Linked DNA regions of Canis lupus: region 1 is linked to region 2. Evidence: chromatin contacts called from public Hi-C data. All regions are on one chromosome and are shown on one strand. The core of a region is the stretch at or near the end of the contact, and the rest is flanking DNA. Distances in the headings are between cores, read along the strand shown.

What was found. A called contact is a pair of places that touch in the nucleus more often than the background predicts.
Region 1: a contact with region 2 is called in a Hi-C map of blood, with 4 times the contacts expected there. The contact joins the promoter of SHPRH here to the promoter of FBXO30 in region 2. A contact is called at or near these places in 2 of 9 Hi-C or Micro-C datasets (both in blood).

What each region holds. Positions count from the first base shown.
Region 1 is chr1:37,408,465-37,415,338 of UU_Cfam_GSD_1.0, forward strand. It overlaps SHPRH (E3 ubiquitin-protein ligase SHPRH), which reads right to left and starts at 3,866. Exons shown (of 30, transcript XM_038526268.1): 1 at 3,660-3,866. It overlaps LOC111095614 (a long non-coding RNA gene), which reads left to right and starts at 3,879. Exons shown (of 2, transcript XR_005353634.1): 1 at 3,879-4,259.
Region 2 is chr1:37,261,896-37,269,424 of UU_Cfam_GSD_1.0, forward strand. FBXO30 (F-box only protein 30) reads right to left here and starts at 5,416. Exons shown (of 3, transcript XM_038526265.1): 1 at 5,332-5,416.

The DNA of each region.
Region 1 (6,874 bases), core at 2,616-5,115, 150 kb after region 2:
TCTTAAGAAAGCAATCATTTAATCTCACAGATCTGCAGGTTAGCTGGTTAGCTGAGGGTTGGCTGATGTAGGTGAGGTTTCTGGAGGAGCAGTTCAACCCTGCTTATAATGTAGTTCTCATTTTCCTCCTAGGACCAGTAAAGCAACTCCCAAATATACTTATCACCATAGCTGAAGGGTAACAGTGTAAATCCAATCACACAAGTACTTTTTAAAGTGTGGTCACAGCAAAAGTACAAGGTTCCACAAAATAAATAAAGCAAGTCACAGTAACGGACCAAACTGAAGAGGGAGGGTAATGTACCATACTTCTCTACCGGGTAGAACTGCTAATGGCAGAGTGTGGATATGAGGCGGCAGTGGTGGTGATGGTGGGTTAGATAATTTATTACCAACAATAATGCTAATATTAAAAACATGGCAATTATGAATTGTTAACTCTAAAAGACCCAAAAGGAACTAGCTATAGAGTCTCACAGCTGCAAAGCAATGGCTTACAGGAGAAAAGATTCTAATTCTAGCTTTGGCATTTACTGTGTGCACAGAGAGTTATCTAACTAACCTCTCTGTGCGAGTTTTCTCATTTCTAAGATGGGGATGATAGGATTATCCTTAGAAATAATATAAGTGCCATAATACAGTTAACAGAAGTTTAGCATACATTCAATGAGCAGTAACTGCTAATCACCACCATCTTTGAAACTATAAATTATATATTCTAATAACCAAGCTGTAATGTGGTAGGATGGAGGACCATGCATCTGTGTGTCTCAAACTTGACTGCACATTAGAATCATCTGGGGGAACTTTAAAAAATCTTGATGCCCAAGTTCTACGCTAGCCAATTAAACCAGAACTGAACATACATTCATGATTAAAAAAAAAAAAATCTTATTTAGATTCTTTTTTTTTTTTTAAAAAGATTTTATTTATTTATTCATGAGAGACAGAGAGAGAGAGAAAGAGGTAGAGACACAGGCTCCACACACGGAGCCTGATGTGGGACTCAATCCCAGGCCTCCAGGACCAGGCCCTGGGCCAAAGGCAGGTGCTAAACCTCTGAGCCACCCAGGGATCCCAGATTGACTCTTTTCTTAAGGGATTTCTATCCAGGGATAACTTCTTGAACCAAGAAGATGTTATTTGATCAAAACTACTTATAATCATAATGTTAATTGGCAGCTAATAAGTCAAGTACCAGTAAAATTCTATAGATTTCTAATCATATTCCAAATCCTTCTTCTGGTTTTCTATACACTACCTGAGTCCCATTTTTGATTATTCTACTTCTTATTCCTCCTCCTTAAATATCAGAGTTTGGGTAAAACATGTTTATTTGAGGTTTTAAAATAGGAACCACATCTTAATTGTCCTACATTTAAGTGTAAAAAGCCTTTTGCTTGAAATGCTCTCTCATACTTTTTCTACCTGTTGCTGTTCCAATCTTCCCCAGAAAACCTTCCACCACCAGGCATGCTGAGTTAAGGGCCATTCCTCCCTGATCCCAACTGCTGCACTGTTCTAACTGTATGACTTTGAAGGCTATGACAGCTGGGCAGGAATGGTATCCTATTCACCATTGTACCCCCAATGCCAGCATGGAATTGATATTCAAAACAAGGTGAAACAAATATCTCTAATTCCCCAAATACCAAATATCCTCCCTCTTAAGTACTATGTTCGTTTTTAGACAAGAGTCTCTTAACCACATTCTAGAAGATTACAAGTAATGTGAAACTATTCTTTACTATTTCTGGCCCTGAATGAGACAGAGAAAACTGACTGACCCATACCTTCAAGAGAAAACAAAGACAGATTTTTAGAAAAATAAACATAAAATGTTAAGTTACTAAGACAATATGACAAACGATTACTAAACTTTGATTTAGATTTTTTTTCCCTCCAAATTATTATCTCTTCATTAAAAGACACATACAAATCCTGACTTAAAACAATTCCATGGTAGGCCTGGATTTAGAATTTAAGAACAATAAGAAGTGTACATCTGCCACACTGCTGCCCAAGGTGAGCCTTATGCAAGCAAAGCCCAGTCACCACGGATTAGTGAGAAGCTTTTAATGATCTAGCATTATCACAATGTTTCTGTAGCAATGACTTCAGCAAGATGAGAGTGTTTTCATCTATTGAACCCCAAAATGTGTCAGTCACATAAACTTGAAAAATGCCCTCAAAAAGAAGGCATTTTTCACCAGTACATTCTCTTCCTCCAAATCTTTGTAGCCTGAACTTTTAATAAAAGATTTAATAGGGGATCCCTGGGTGGCGCAGCGGTTTAGCGCCTGCCTTTGGCCCAGGGCGCGATCCTGGAGACCTGGGATCGAATCACGTCAGGCTCCCGGTGCATGGAGCCTGCTTCTCCCTCTGCCTGTGTCTCTGCCTCTCTCTCTCTCTCTCTCTCTCACTGTGTGACTATCATAAATAAATAAATAAATAAATAAATAAATAAATAAATAAATAAAATTAAAAAAAAAAGATTTAATAATTCTGCAAGTGGAGTTCTTAGGCTTGGGCCAAAAGAGGACATATACATAGTAGCATCTTTCAAAAGTAAACTATTTTATTGTCAACTGCTAGCTTATTGGCTAATTCGACTTGGGAAGATCTGGCAAGCACAGGTTACGCAGTCCATACACACGTCTCTCGTTAATGCTCAGTAATGCTCAGCATCATTTCTGATTATAAACCAGAGGGTCTTTCTGGTGACAGTACAGATGTTATGCATCATTTCTATTAATAGACGTTTCAACATCTTGCTACCATCCAATAAAAACAATTTTAAGTAGCTGTAATGACTTTAAAAAGATATTTTGTTCAGTTAAAGAGTTAAAGTAATTTAAATACACGTAGGAAAACATCGAACATCTAGTATTTCTACCTCCTGGGTCATGTAAAGTCACTTAGAAAAAAACAGCACGAGCTTAATGGCCATTAATTACTAGTGCTATGTCTGAAAGTGACAATCATCAAATAAGGTATCTTTGCTCATCAAATAATGTATCTTTGTTCATCAACCTAGCAACGACCACGGAGTCAAAATGCACAACGTACAAGGATGGTTTTGAGGGCGAATGTAATTCATCGGACTCCAAAGGTAACTGAGAACTTTCAGACTAACTTGGAAGCCTCGCCTCCCCTTTACCGCATTACAACCCCGAGCACCAAGACGCTAGGCAGCGGCCCGGATCCAGTCTCCAGGGGCGTGTGCCCGACGAACGCGGATACCCACTCGGTTTTCCTCCGAAACTCAAGAGCGGTTCACGGAGTCTGAGCTGGGCTGTCAGCGCCGCATCACTCGCAGCAGGCCGGGCAAACAAGCCACCCGCGAGGCCGAGGAGCGCGACGCCGGTCCCTCGGACGCTCGGTCTGAACACCGCAGGCCCCAGCCCCCGGGGAGAAGCACAGCCTCCTTCCCCACGGCCCTACCTTCCCCCGGGGGAGCCGCAGCGGTCCAGCGGCCCCCAAGCCTGGGATGGGAAAGGGTCCGAGAGACTCGCGCAGTCCGAGAGACTCCCTTTCAGCCCTTTAGCTTCCCGGGCTCCGGAACAACAGTCTTCCCTCCCGGGGACCTCCGTCTCCGAGTGGAGGCGTCTACCGTGCCCGACCTCTGACCCCTGACCCTCCAGCACCCAAGCGCCTACCTAGGCTGGTTCTCTAAGCCTCTTGAACCGCTCTGCACCGCAGGTCACGGGCATGCATTCGCCACCCACCGAACACCAGCTTAAGACGGGCACGCGCGCTTTATGCTGGTTTGTGTCGGGGTTCCCGGGGGGCCCAGAAACCACAGCGCCCAGCTGCCGGGTGCGCGCTGGAGCGTGGGGTCAAGGCGGACGCGCACGTCGGAGCGCCCCGCCCCTTTTCTCCGGTGATGGCTTCATAAGTCGCTTCTGCGCAAGTCCACACGGTGAAAGTCTAGCGGAGGATACAGTTGGAATCTCGCGATAGCGCTGCCCCACATTAGGAGTTCAGGATTGGTTGGAACCTCTAAGCGGGAGGCGGGGCCCTGCGCAGAGTATCAGGTGTGGGCGGGGCTCCGCTGGGAGCCCGGGATGGGAGCTAGTTGGTGGCTTTAGGGACCTGGCCGGCGAGAGCTCTGCAAACGCACCTCTTTTATTCCTTCCAGAAAGCAGAGTCTGAGCACCGATGAAGCTTAGCTCTTTCAGGAAAGTTATTTTAAAAGACTTTTCAGGGGAAAATGAGTATACAATTTAAGAGGAGGAAAGAAAAACTGCATGTATTGTGTGAGTCTGGCTTTCTAATATCTTTTTTTTTTTTTTTTTTCCCCGCCTCGCTGAGAGGAAGCCTCTTTCTCACCGATGTAGACTTAAGTTTAGTTAACTTTGGAATAACTCTGAGAGGCTTCAGGGTCAAGAACTCGTAAAATGATCCTCAGGAAGCGTCAGGCACTCAATGATGAATGAGTACCTAGTAAGGATTCAGCATTATGCCAAAAAGGGGCATCTTAGGTCTCAAAGTTCTTGCCTAGGAGAACATCCGTTGTAGCTGCAGAGACAGGTCAGAGCGGTCCATAGCCTACCCAGTACAGAGCTTTATCACAGACCTCTAAACTTGAAGCCATTTACATCAACTAAATCCTGTAAAGTTTGCTGGAAATCAGTTACCTTCCCCCAGGCTTCATGAGGCAAGTTGAAAAATTAATACTACCTCTCTGATTTTGCCTCGTTTTATTTTTTCCTTTTCCCTCCTATGATCTTGTTTTGTTTCCCATGTGGGTGAGAGCATATGATAATTGCCTTCCTCTAATTGACTTACTTTGCTTAGGAGACAAACCTTGAGGCTCTTAAGCAATGAGGGTTGCTGGAGAGGAGGGGAATGGAGGACTGGAGTAACTGGGTAATGGGCATTAAAGAGGGCACCTGATGTACAGAGCACTGGGTATTGTATGAGACTGATGAATCACTGACTTCTACAAATGAAAGCAATAATACATTATTACTTAATTGAATTTAAATAAAAATAAAAAGATAAAAGAATAATAGCAAAGAAAAGTAGGAAAAGTAATATTAATGCTGGAGCAATGGGTGAGCAGAGTCCTTCAATGAAGAACTGATCATGTTAGTAAATACAAGAGGAGGGATCCTTTCTTTAGGAAGTATAATTTGAAAAGCATTTAAATGTATATTGAACTGTAAAGTGTTATGTTTGGTAGTTTCATGTCACTTCTTACCATTGGAGCAGAGAATTAATTAAGCTCATAGTTTTCTTTGAGCCCGTCTGGTGCCAGGCAAAATTAATTAATTAATTAATGATTTTTCCAGAGAGAATACATTTTAATCTGCTCTAGAGTAGTGAATGACATAGCATCATTAGAGATATTCAAGGCTCCCTTGCTAACCCTGGGAGCAAGGGACTAACAGGAAACTAACGATGTCCTGCCCTGGGTCAGAAGCAAAGAACAAGATATACATACATACATAGAACAAAATAGAATAATATGCAACTGAATACAAAATAAAACATGCATTTTGGACCTGTGGTATGCACATTTGTGTAGTATAAGAGGATGTAATGGAGAAGTGAGCTACCTAATCTGCCCAGCCCACTGCAAAATGAAAAATTATTAAGAATTCCAAGATGGCAACAGGCAGCAAACCTTTGTGGCAGAGCACCACACCTGGGAGGGCCCTTCTGAGGTCAGGGCCCTGTACACCTGCACAGTCACACACCTGAACCCCATCCTGGCAGGGAGGATAAAGATTAGAATTCATCTCCACAGACCACCTGTTTCCTGAGTGATCTCACTAGGCTAAAGCTATAGATTCAGTTCTTTTTTTTTTTTAAATTTTTTATTGGTGTTCAATTTACTAACATACAGAATAACCCCCAGTGCCCGTCACCCATTCACTCCCACCCCCTGCCCTCCTCCCCTTCTACCACCCCTAGTTCGTTTCCCAGAGTTAGCAGTCTTTACGTTCTGTCTCCCTTTCTGATATTTCCCACACATTTCTTCTCCCTTCCCTTATAGATTCAGTTCTTTTTGGGAAAGGTAACTTTATTGTAGCCACACTCTAATTCAAATTTCTTTTGGAAATGAATAAATTGTTCTTAAGGAGGAGGACTGGTTGAGAGAGAATAGGTGAATTAATACAAACTTAACTCCCTTTCTGGTACAAACAGGATAGCTGATGATTTATGGATAGAACTTTCTATTTTGCAAAGCACTTTTGGGTTCATTTTTCTATTTGATTCTTAAAATGATAATATGAGGTATTTAAAATTCTCATTTTACAGAAGAGGATTCTGAGAGAAAAATTTGATGATTTGCCACTGTTTAGCTCTGAGAGAAAAGAGGATATAGAACTCCTCTTGACTACTCAATCTAGGCTGTTGCTTCTTACTACTCAGTCATGTATTTGTCTATCAAATAAAAATCAACAATTGACCCCCAAACTTCCTAGGTTGGCATGGGAAAAATGAAGGCAAGAAGTTTATAATTATTTGGTGACACAGGGCTGTATATATTAACAATAAGGATCAGTCAGGTCCAGGACTGTTTTTTTTTCCCCTTAAATAGGTCATTAATAAAATTACTTGAGAAGTTTATTCCATATTGTACTTACTTTTGCCTGCTCCGTGAAAGTGAAGATGATGGCCACTCAGTATGGTTGAGGCTTGCCAAAGATGACTCTTTTGCTTTTTCCTCTACTACCAACCTGTCTTGGGACTGCTTTTCCTCCTCCTGACAAAATGAAAGTATTAGGATAAAGTCACTATTCCAGAATGAATTGCAATGCCCAAAGCCATTGTTAAAAATCTGTGTAGTTCTAACAGAGAGTGGGAGAAAGAAACAGTCGTGCAAAATTGGTGCTGGCAGGGGTGATCAGCTGTGTGTGAG
Region 2 (7,529 bases), core at 4,166-6,665:
AAAGAAAACTGTTTTTAAAAAATAAAAATATCCACAGCAATGAGTGCACAATATCTCTTTACTGAAGCAGACTTAGAAGGAAAAAAGAACACTAATTTGTACCAGTTTTCTCCTGTCTCCAAATTTCTCACTTAATGTTCTTTAATCCTCATAACAACCAAGAGCAAACTGAGGTTCAGAGAGGCTGAAGGGACTTGTCCAGGGTCATCCCCTAGTAAGTGGCAGAACTAGGATTTCAATCTGGATCTGGATCAATGCACATGGACAACAACAGATACGTTTACTCATAAAAGTTTAAGAAAACAGGCAGCACTTCAGTAACTGGTGATCCAATTTTAAGATGTTATTTGAGGAATGGAGATTACACAATTTTGCTTGTAGTTTATTCCAACACTTAATCACCCCTGTGGTCAAGAAAGTCTTTTTGGCTCTCTGTGATTACAATAGCACATAGCTTTGCTTTGAATATCAGTTTTAAAGACTATTTTTAAAATAACTTGCATTTGAAATAGTAAAATTTGCAGAAAAATATAAATTTAGCCATTTTCAAGACAGCTAGCTATACAAAGAATCAAGTGTAATTCATTTTACAAGTAAATATATTAAGAAATAAGTTAAGAAAATGGACTAGATAATAACCAAAGAGTATTCTGGGAATAAAACCCTCTGCTTCAGAAATTAAAACTTTCAGATCCATCCTTTTTCTTTTTTTTTTTCTTTTTTTTTGATCCATCCTTTTTCTAATCAAGATCATTATCAGATTAAATATGCCTCCATAAAGTATCTTGCAATTGCTCATGAATTCTGTGAAACGAGTTTAAAACATCCGTCCCTGATATATCAGTTGAACACACAGCAGGCCCATCAGAAAACATGTTGCTAAAACTGAGGCTTCAAGTTCAACAAAACCTTAATTTAAAACTCCTCAATATTAAGTTTTCTTAAACTCTCTTGAAAACGAATCTTAACATCTCTATAGTTTACACTTAAATTTGAGCAACTGGAAGAAGTCTCATTAGATTAGAAAATATTTGTAAAAAAAGTAAAAAAAAAAGAAAATATTTGTAAATGATTAAATGTCTTACAATAGTTTCAATTTTTTCAAACAGAAATTCTTGGCCAATTCATACTCTGTGACTGACAAGCAATCCATAAAAATAGCTTAAGACATGGCATTGTCCCATACAGTGAAAGGAGGCCTTGTTATTTAAAGCTATTTCTATACATAAAAATAATTGCCTTCAGAAAACCATTTCTTTATTTTTCCAGATTCGTTAAAATAATTAAGGAGATAAATAAAGCATTGCAAGTTAGTGTGATTTTAAAATATGCTAAGTCAAGTCACTCAAAGTACTCAACACAGCTTGCTGCTATGTGTACCTCTGTCAGCAAGACACATGCAAAGATGGGCGGCGCCCTCCCACCCCATAACTCCTGCCTCAAATCTTTAATCTCAGCCCATATGTTACTTTCCAAATACCAAAGACAAAGGTATGGATCTCATACGATGCTGTGTGCTCATTACACATTGTATATTTCCTTGGTTATACTAGTCACAACTAGTCATTATCCTTTAATATCTACCTCCACAGGAAAACTATAAGCTCCATGAAGGTGGCAGAACCATCTCGTTCTCATCCATTCCTATGTTTCCTATATTCCAGACTGTGCCTAATTGGAGCTTCACTTATTTTAGAAAAATGAATAAACGAAAGATTTATACTATAATAAACAGGCAAATGGATTCCAAAACGAGATTCTTGATTTCATGGAAAACTACATATACTTCATCAAAAAATACAATTTTACAAACCTAGTATTACACAAATTAAGTCAAAATTACCTTATTGTACCAGCTATAAAAAGTCTATAGTGCTCAAACATTTACTGAGTTCCTAAGTCATACATTCCAAGCATTATATATAGAGTAAGATAAACCGTCTATTAAAAAAAGCAAGTCAAAGGGACAAGGAAATCAAAGAAAGTTCATTTCAACCTTCCATTATCTTAAAATCTTAAAAAATAGTCATAAAAGGCACAGAAGTAAACATTTACTCGTATATTTTTCCACTATTTTAACTCCCTAATCAACTGTGTGCTCTGGTTACTGGTTACTTGGATATAGAGGCATCAGTTTCAACAAGAAAAGCAGAGGTTGAGGTGTCCACACATACGCACGTGCCTAAGTAGGTACAGGGCTAAGAAAAGCAGCTCAAAAAAGGAAGTGGCATCAGCCAACTGTTTAATATTGCAGTTAATATGGTACTAGATGAAACAATTCTATTCTATGTTGCTTCAATGTGAGGCTGAAATACAACTAGACAGACCTGTTCAATTAGTTAACACAAGTCTGTGACTGAAATTTTACATTTAGCAATCAGTTATAAGCTCCTCTGAGTAAGTCTCATCCTTCTTGTATAGTACTAGAGTAATACAATTAGTTGTACAATTAATATTAAATACAAACACCTGCTGGGTGATTTGCTGACCAAATGCAGTTTTAAAGACCACAGCAAATCTATAACCTCAGCTGGACATCTTATTTCACTGGTTTAAAAGGGGTGTGTGTGTGTGTGGCTGGGGGGGGAGGGGGGTGCGGTGACTAGGCAAGATTAAAAAATCCACTACCTTAAACTCCAAACTCAAAGCACTTGCACTCCTGATGAGTCCAAAATGGCTAAGTGGGTTACACTGTATTCATTCCTTTTATCAAATTTTAGCTCTTTTTATTTATAGAATGACGACCTAATTATATGGAAAATTGTCAAATGTTTCCCTTCCAGTTATGATATAATCAAAACATATACCTTCTGTGTCTAAATATGGTCATGAGTAGCTAATTCCAAAGTGATAGTTCTAACTACTTGCAATGTTCTCCACTAAATAAGCAAATGAAATTATTACAGACTTACATCAGAACTTAAAATAATATTAATATTTAATGCTTTGGACTAGAACCTGTTTGCGTCGATCCTCAGATAAAAATAATACACCTAAATGGTGGTACTCAGCTTATTAAAATGGGCAGCATGGCACAGGGGAAGGGGTTTCCAAGGGATCTCAGCTTTGTGACCTTGAGGCAATTACTCTACTGTGAAAACAATTTAGAACTCTACAGAGATTGGTTATGTGTATATCCAACAGGATACAGTCTAATACTCAGAAAAGGGATGTACTCACTTTACACAACAGCCATGTTTATGTAGGCAAAGCTTTCTGTAAAACTATTTTTTATATCAGGTCATTTCTACTTGTAAACCTTATAAAAAGCAATTGTATGAGAAAATAACCTATGTTAGTTAACATTTTCCAATGAAAAGATGTACCTTTTTTTGTAAAGGATTTTCAGAGACTGGATTTTAATTGAGGTATGCTTATCTGTATTTAACTATCTAGCTACCTACAATGTAAAAACCATGAGCTCAATGCCAATCTCACATATTTCATCAACCTGAATTTGAAATTAAATATTTTACATAGTCTATGATTGAAGACTGTCAAAGAAGCCAAATACCTCCTTGAATGAAACAAACAATCCTAGGAACTCAGTTAAAAGAGTATCCAAAAAAAAAGGAAAAAAAAAAAAAAAGATGTATCCAAAATCATACAAAGTAGCATAGGACTTATCCCATTAAAAGCCACATTTCAGTAATACAGTGTATCAAATAGTAAACACACATTAACCACACCCACGTGGTGACCTCAAAGTACCTGCCTAACTGTAAGTGTTATTTCAAAGTGTTATTGTCCTTTAATAGGTATTTTATTATGACACTTTGTATTTTTTTAAAAGTGTCCAACGCTAGAGATGGAGAAATACTGGACTGAAATAAAATACCCAGCACACCCAGAGTGCATAAAAGTTTGCCTGTATCAAAAAACTTCAGTTCTCTGAGAACATTTACAAAACTCCACCGAGTATTTCCAGAATCACACACACACACACACACACACACACACACAGAAACCTTATGTCACTGCATTAAAGTACTAGATAAAAACGAATCGGCAACTTACACGTTACCAAAACACCATGTTATCCCCGATTAAGCTTCTGGAGTAAGAAACTGTGACTAAGCATAAAGAACAGTGATTCAGCGGAAACTGTACACCGAAAAACTGGACCCTTAGAAAAATTCTTAATATAAATAAATAAAGTATTTTCTTAAAAAAAAAAAAAAAAAAAAGGGGGGAAGTGAGAGCACCTAGGTGGCCCGGTCGGTTAAGCGTCTGCCTTTGGCCCAGCTCACGGTCCCGGGATCCCCGGCGGACCCCACGGGGCTCCCTGCGGCGCCGGGACCTGCTCGTCCCCCTCCTCTGCCTGCCGCTCCGGGGTTGTGCTCTGTCAAGTAAAAAAAAAAAAAAAAAAAAAAAAAAAAAAAAAAAAAATCTTAAAAAAAAAAAAAAAGAAAAGAAAAGAGAAATCCTAAACATACATTTTATGCTATTCTTTTCCCTTTGCTGCGTTGAAAACCGGAGTGCTTTCCAAAACGGTAATAAATACGGGCAAACGCACAACCTGCTCCTGTAACTTCTTAGGTCTCTAAAGGATACACCACGCGGTACACGCACACGCACGAATAGTCCAAAGAGTCTGGGAAGTTTGTTATTTATTCAAAGTTTTAAGCTTTAGCCTACGCTGGTATCAGAATGCCCATAAATAGCGTCATCTTGGATCCGAGTCAACAAAGCAGTTGTGGGATAAAAGGTCAATTCCTTCCCAACCATCCTTTATCTGGGGCTTACGACACGGCTCAGAAAGAAAAGCAAGAGGCGGTCGGAGTGCGGGAAGCGCGGCCGAAAACCGACTCCGGCGGCCGGACCGGACCCAGCGCGCGCCCCGCCGCCCCCTCCGAGCACCCGCCGCAAAGAGCAGCCCCCGGCCCTGGCGATCAGGCAGTTTCCCTTTAGCAGGGGCTGAGGCTAGGACGGCGGCCGCTCCCGCTCGCCACCAGGAACGGCAAAGTCACCAACTTCTCTCATCCCGGGGGACCGCGATGGCGCGTCCCCGCCTTACTTGGACCGTCTGTCCCGTCACCCAAGCTCCCGAAGGCAGAGGGACCCGACGCCGGGTTCTCGAGGTCCCGAGGGCTGCCCGAGGGCTGCCCGAGGGCTGCCGGGCCCCGCCCCCCCCGCCCACAGACAGGCCCGGGGACTCGGGGGTCGGTCCCCGGCCTCGGGTCGCCATTTGCCGTCCCTCCTCGGCGGGCCTCTGCTCGCTCGGCGCAGGCCCGGCCCTCGGGACCGACCCACGGCCGCGGGCCTCGCACGGCCCGGCCGCCGCCTCCGGCCTCCCCCGCCGGCCTGCCCCGCCGGCCTCCCGACACTCACCGCCCCGCGCGGCCGAACCGCGGCCCAGGCCCTGCCTGCCGAGGCCGCCGTGCTCGGCTGCTCCGCGCGGTCCCGGCCGCTCCGCGCCCCGCAGCCCCGCGCGGTCCGCCTCCTCCGCCGGGCCTCTCAGCCCCGCCGGGCCGCCGCCTTTTCTCCTCCCGGCCGGCGCCTCCGCCACCTCCCCCGGCGGCCGCCCCCCTCAGGCGGCCCCGCCCCGCTCGGCCCCGCCCCGCCCCGCCCCGCTCGGCCCCGCCCCCCAGACGGGCTCGGCCCGGCCACCGCGGCGGCCCCGGCGGCGGCTGCAACCCCGCGGAGACGCGCACGCTGAGCCCCGCGGAGACGCGCACGCTGAGCCCCGCGGGGACGCGCACGCTGAGCCCCGCGGAGACGCGCGCGCCGAGCCCCGCGGGGACGCGCACGCCGAGCCCCCGCGGGGACGCGCACGCCGAGCCCCGCGGGGACGCGCACTCCGCCCTCGGATACTCGCCCGGAAGCTGCAGGGTGGGGTCCCGAGACTCTGGGGCTTGGCGCGTCTGGGGGGTGGGGGGTGTTTCCGCGCCCACACTGCTACCAAGCCCTCTTGGACTTTGGGATCTTGTATTCCTAGAAGGAATCGTAGACTCGGAGTTCGGGAATTGAGGAACCAGGCCCATGTGGACTGGCGTGTTTAGCTCCCTAAATTGTAGGATAAGCAGCCAGATCCCTTAATTCTCGGTGCGGTTTCCCTTCCCATTAGGTCATATTGAGGAGGCAGCGGGGCAGGTTTCTTTGCAGGTCGCTGCCACGGGCCTTCCTGCCTGCTAACCCAATGCACCTGAGTCCTGCAGCTCAGTGTCCCTTGCAGGTTCTACCTATCCCGGGACTGAGCTCAGACCAGGACTGAGGCGTCGCGGAGCCTCACTGGGACGCAGGCGGGATAGCCCAGCAAGGTCTAGTTCCGTAAGGGCCTGGGGCTTTCTGCAACAAGGCGGTCTGCATGGAAAGGTGCCTTGAATGCCACTTTCGCAGAAGACTTTACAAATGACTGAGGATTAAAGAAGTATCACGTGGCCATGCCAAAGAATTGGGGTCCATATTGGGGCTCATTGCTGGGCCGCTACTACCAGCAAGCCTTGGTCTAAGGCCAAGAATCAGATTCAGAATCGTGGGGGAAGGGGGCATCTCTCATCCCCTCCCCATAGACCAGTGTCCATCCCCTGGGCTCCTGCCCAGTACCAGCAAGAGACCTATTTTTGATAGAAAATTACTAATCCTGGCCTTGCGGGTGGAAGCAGAGACAGGAAAACACTGTTCTGTAATCTTTTCTATGGCTACTATTTACACCCCCACCCCACCCCCCGCCAACCGGTATGGCTTGGAAAAGATCACACATAATTTGCCATCCTCCTGAGAAGTGACTCTCGGATATTTAGATTTTCAAGACCAGTATAAAAAAAAAATCCCAAACTGAAGAAAGAACTTAAATTATTCGCTCTTATTGTGTTATTGTGCTAAGAAAAACGGTAAAAAATGGCACTACTGATATTAATGATTCATTTCATACATGAAAGGAGATTTTAACACCATTAGCCAGTACATAATCACAGAATAAAGGTCAGTTCTTTAAATGAATAAATTTAGCTTTTTGAGAAATTCAGTCTATTTTTCTTACTTTGTCAAATTTGCTTGCGAGTCCAGAGTTTGAGAGACAGAGAATGATGCAGAAAGGACAGTGAAGCAGGCAGGATGACGTGGTGGGAGAATACATGGGGGCTGCTACAGTCTTGCCTCCCTCCCTTGCTCACTATCCTGGATTGAGTCACATATCTGCCCTTTGCCTCAGTTGCTCTCCTACAAGATGAAGTGCCAGAATAAATAATCCCTAGAGCCCTCTCTAGCTTTAAAACCTCATGATTCCATGATTGTACTTACTGAAATCTGGGGCTTTTCCCTTTACTGCATCACCGAGCTGATACTAGGTCACCCCCTCAGGCTGAGTCACTCAGGCTGTAAACTTCAATCCTCTTTACCCTTTCTATCTCAGTACTTTTCCATGCCCAGCAATCCAAAACAAAACAAAACACAAAACACACACACACACACGTACACAAAAACCCCTTTATTCCTGTCTTTCACATTTATTCCTAGTTACCATCCTAGGCACATTTGGATTTCTGCTGTTCCCTACCAGTCATTCCTCATCCAGTGTTTCCCCCTCA